Regions from separate parts of the Danio rerio genome. Here region 1 is linked to region 2. The links are chromatin contacts, called in public Hi-C maps. All regions are on one chromosome and are shown on one strand. The core of a region is the stretch at or near the end of the contact, and the rest is flanking DNA. Distances in the headings are between cores, read along the strand shown. Region 1 overlaps si:ch73-51i5.2. Region 2 holds the start of zgc:171971.

What was found. Hi-C and Micro-C count contacts between places; a contact is called where the count stands out from the background.
Region 1: a Hi-C map of an unstated tissue shows a contact between it and region 2, with 2.8 times the contacts expected there. The contact joins the enhancer-like site here to the promoter of zgc:171971 in region 2. A contact is called at or near these places in 2 of 18 Hi-C or Micro-C datasets (caudal fin and an unstated tissue).

What each region holds. Positions count from the first base shown.
Region 1 is chr12:7,936,147-7,938,846 of GRCz12tu, reverse strand. The region is part of intron 17 of si:ch73-51i5.2; the gene reads left to right. Among named protein-coding and RNA genes, the nearest start is that of phyhiplb, 65 kb to the left of the region's middle. Within about 2 kb of position 1,331, at least 4 of the 62 cell types and tissues checked have an H3K27ac peak or open chromatin away from gene starts, as enhancers often do.
Region 2 is chr12:7,837,209-7,839,908 of GRCz12tu, reverse strand. It overlaps zgc:171971, which reads left to right and starts at 1,436. Exons shown (of 10, transcript NM_001109828.1): 1 at 1,436-1,517; 2 at 1,801-1,975. The coding sequence starts at 1,802.

The DNA.
Region 1 (2,700 bases), core at 82-2,581, 99 kb before region 2:
GCATGTGCCTAAATACACAAAATCATTTAGTAACTGATTTGATGCATTTGGTATGCATAATAATAATAGTAAAAACTATTTAAATGTAATTATTGTTAATTATAATACTTTAAAATAAATGTATTTATTTATTTGCACAAAATAAATAAACACATACTTCCATATAGTGTAAGTGTATAAGAGCAAAATATTTTATACAATATCTTATAAATATTATATAAACATTCATTCATTCATTCATTTTCTTTTCGGCTTAGTCCCTTTATTAATCTAGGGTACCCACAGCGGAATAAACCGCCAACTTATCCAGCATATGTTCCACGCAGCGGATGCCCTTCCAGCCGCAACCCATCACTTGGAAACCCATACACACTCATTCACACACATGCATACACTATGGACAGTTTAGCCTACCCAATTCACCTGTACCGGGGAAACCGGAGCACCCGGAGGAAACCCACATGAACGCAGGGAGAACATGCAAACTCCACACAGAAACACCAACTGAGCCAAGGCTCGACCCAGCGACCTTCTTGCAGTGAGGCGACAGCACTACCTACTGCGCCACTGCATCGCCATAATAATAATAATAATAATAATAATAATAATAATAATAATAAAAATAATAATAAAAATTAAATACATTATTTATTAGTATTATTATTAGTAGTAGTAGTATAGGAGTAGTATATAACAACAGTAAAACTATATTTAAAATTATTTCTTGTTTTTAACAAAAAAAGTTTTGGTAGAGAAAACACAAACTCTTCATTTGAAATGCATTTTACTTATTTTAAATACTTGTATATATTTATTATTTATTTTTTATTTTTTTAAAAATACAGTACATGTATAACGCTCAAGTAAAACGATCACAGTGCTGTGCATTAAATATATTTATATAAATTGTATACTATAATTTTAGACATTTATTTAACGACATGGAATAATCTCAGGCATTATTAGAATTGATCAATCAAGTTACTAATTAATAAGTTAAACAGCACTTAGTCCCACATTTGATAAGTTTTCATTTTAGGCCATAGTTTTAATAATCAAATACTACAAGTGAAGATTTTCAGTTGTTTTTCACACACAAAAAGAGAAAGTCAAGTATTTGGAAGGGACGCAAGTGTGAATAAATAATTTTCATTTTTGGGTGAAGTAATCCTGTAAGAATGAAAAACACCCCTCCACCAAGTGTTATCGTAAGAGTAGCACTGGATAGAGAGATTTCTTCTGTCAGCGAGTACCAGCCGCTCTGAGGGAGGCCCGCGTCATTGCTCAATTTACACATTCCCCACTTCATCAAGTCTGGAAACACATCTCGCGTGCAGTTTTAGTGCAGTCTTTATCACTGTGCTGAACATCCCTTATGGGATGCAGACAACATGCGCATACAGTAGAAGAGGCTTGTACATAAAGTTATTTTAAGAGTCAAAACAGGCCCCCAGAATCTTGAATCTAATTTGGGTGAACCTCATGAGACCAGTCAAGGATATCGCATAAACATTATGAATTCTTGTCTGTGTGTGTATATACAGTTGTTTAATGGAAAGAGGATTTTTGTCAACCCATTTCTAAACATAGTAGTTTTAATAAGTCATTACTTATAACTGATTACTTTTATCTTCGCCACAATGACAGTGGATAATATTTTACTAGATATTTTTTAAGATACTAGTATTCAGCTTAAAGTGACATTTGTAGACTTAACCAGTTTCATTAAGTTAACTAGACAAGTTAGAAAAAATACTGCTTAATGCTGTGTTCACACCAGAAATAAATTGTGCTATTCACGCATAAATATACACGTGAACATTTTGTGTTTGATTGCAAACGACAAATTTGCTTAATTCGCGCATCACTTCACAATAGACGTGGATTCGCATCATGGCCAGGGCTTCTGTTTGCCCTGTCACTGTAGCTTCGTTGCTAAATTGTTAACATGCATTTTATTGAAAGAGTAGCAGTGCTTTATGTGCTTAAGGAAGGCTGAAAAACAACGTAGATTTGTTTGGGGTCGTGTCTGAGTCCACTAGATCCTGATTTCAGAGGTGCACCCAACTCTGTGAGTTAATCCACTCCTTCAGAAACTATACCTGGATGAGGGAAGCTTTCAGCGGTGCTTCTGACTGAGCCCAGCCCAGTTTGATGTTCTGTTGTCAGGTGTCAGCAGTAGGATTTGCCCTTGGGACACTAACAACAGGCGCTACGTCATAATCACTACAAGAGCAAGCTCCTGATTGGTTACACAGTGCGAATGTCCGCTGAAGTTCCAACTTGAGCGATCTGTGCATTAAACGGTTCAAGCATGTCAAACAAGCAAAACGCTCTGCTTCATTCGCACGAATCGCGCCATTTGCACCGCCTCATTCACTTGAATCATGCTGCAGGATGTCTGTTCATGTCTTTGCATGGACTTAGCATGTAAATTACTCATACTTTCTCCGCATTTTGTGTGGATGCACCCTAAGGGGGCTAATAATATTGAACTTAAAATGTTTTTTTTTTTTTTATTTATTTTTTTTAACTGCATTAAGTTTAGTCGAAATAAAACAAATTCTGTGAAAAATGTCTTGCTCTGTTAAACATCATTTGGGAAATATTTTAAAAAGAAAAAAAAATCATAGAGATGCTAATGATTTTAACTTTAACTGTAGCCTATATACTGTATATATGACTTAAATTATTTTAATG
Region 2 (2,700 bases), core at 187-2,686:
CGTTCAGCTCCTGTTACGCCATAAATATGATGTTGATAAGTCTGACTCTTAAGTAACATTTCGAGAGTTTTTTTGGGGCAATACCAGTGTATAAATTAAATTAAAAAATTTGTTTATTATTTTATAATTAATTGTGTATTATTTAAATTATTAAATAGAAATATATTTTACAAATATTGAATATATTTTACAAAAAACAAAACTATATAAATTATTTCAGAAACATTAGTTGCAAATTGCACAAATATAAACTTTAAATGTATTTACATTATTTTAATGAACAATATTTATTCATTATTGTGAAAAACTAGATATTATATTATATTATTATATCTTTTTCTAACAGGAATGATAAGCTCTCTGCTAGCAAAATATATAATATAATATAATATAATATAATATAATATAATATAATATAATATAATATAATATAATATAATATAATATAAATAGGAATAAAAAAGTGAGGGCAGCCAAAAGTTGAGTGCCGCCCTTTGTTCAATATGAGTTAGAAGAAGGGTGGATGGAAGGGGTCTGTGTCCCAAAACTTACTGAAGTGGTTACTTTTACAACAGTTTTTTATAAAATATGTTTTTATTTTTCACCTTTTCATTTTAGTTTTATTTTATACTTGTTAATGCATAATATTCAAAATAAATGTATTGTACAAATATTGAGTATATTTTACACAAAACACGAAATTTCATAGACAGTAGTTTTAAAATTCAGTCCGATAATAAACCATTTTATGACACAAAAGAGACCATATAAAAGGAATGAAATAAACTTTAAATAAATATGTTTAAAATGTTTGTGCATTAAATTAAAACTATAAATAAATATGTTTAAAATGTTTGTGCATTAAATTAAAATTTACCATTTACAATTTTAAAGAGTATTTATGAAATACAGTCCAGAGTTATTATAGTATATCATTATATAGGCCTAATACAATATGATATTTATAAAAATAGCTATAAATATATATGTAAATAGATTTGAAACAAAATGTTTATTTATTGTTCAGATAAAATAACCGTTAAAAACAAAATATTTAAAATTAGTTCATTATTATTTAATATACAGCACTTATAATTTTTTTTAAGTTAAAAGTTTATTAATATTTTATTAATTGAGAGTTTATTAACAAAACCATCATGATGACACCATAAGACTAAATGGACAAATAAAAACTTTAAATATATTTTATTTATTTTTATTAAAAAATTTGTTATTGTGATAAATATAATATAAAATGATATAATAATATAAAATAAAATATAATATAGATGATATATAAAATAATAATATGTAAATATTAAAAAATGATATATAATATAATATAATATAATATAATATAATATAATATAATATAATATAATATAATATAAAATGTCTGAGTAATCTTTTCCTAACAGAGGGCTCGTGTCACGTGACCAATGATGCTCCTGCAAGGATGTAGCTGTCAGCTGGAAGAGTTCGGCAGATATGATGTGAGCAGTTTACACAAATTTCAAGTACGTATAGTATTTATTTTCACTTATCTCTAATGCAGCCGTGCGCAGCATTTTTAAATATGTCCGTCTAAATGTCATAAAGTGCTATGAAAGGCTTTGTTTTGATAGCATAGGTTGCTAACAAAATGGAGGCGCGCGCGTCTTGAAATCCAAGTCAGCGCACATTTAGTGTATTTTGAACGAGCGTTTCTCTTGGAAAATTAAGGTTTTCACCTTTGTTTGAGTCTGAGTAATCACATATTGCACGCTGCTCAGTAGGGTTTGTTGTTTGTGTGTTTGGCAGGATGTGTGATCATGGAGATGGGGACGCGGAGGCGAGCTCATCTTCCACTTTCAGACCGTCTTTTGCTCTGGGCAACGTTAAAGGACTGCCAGGGAGAATTTCACACAATCCTCCTCCACCAGGCAGACTGACCTCCCTGCGGTCCAGAGACCTGACCCTGGGAGGATTTAAAAAGGTTACTCATTCTAATACCTTTTTAATGCTGTTTTTAATCTTTAACAAAGACAAAAGATTGGTTTAAAGGGATAGTTCACGCAAAAAAATAAAAATTCTGTCATCATTTACTTACTCTTTCCTTGTTTCAAACCTTTAACGTTATTCGTTTCTGTCTTGTGTTGAATTTATTGAATTACTTGTTTGTGTTTTGGATGTTTATTGTTTTGTCCATGTTTGGGCTCTTGCCCTCAGCTGCAGTCATCACAAGACAAATTTCCCTAACTGGGACAATAAAGTTTTACCTTACCTTACCTTAAACACAAAATAAATAATTATGAAAAATGCTGGAAACCTGTAACTATTATTGAGATTTTAAATTTGGTTTTGTATTCGCTCGTTCATTCAGAACTTGTGATATGATCATTAGGCATGGGCCGATACAAGATTCTGACGGGATGATAACCTTGGATAAAAAATATCACGGTTTCACAGTATTGTGATTACTTCTCTAAAATATATTCTTTTTAAATCTCTGGGTAAAAAACAAACTTTTTTTCCACTTTAAATACAAAAAATTTACTTTGAGAAACATTTTAAATATTTTCCAACAGTAAACATGTCAGGCTACAGTAAATAATTAAAACAAGTCTTTGACTTCTGCTGTCTTCATTAGTTTCAAAAACTCAAATTTCTTTACAATTTAAAGTAGCACCTTTAGATATGTTTTTGTTGTCGGAGATTTGT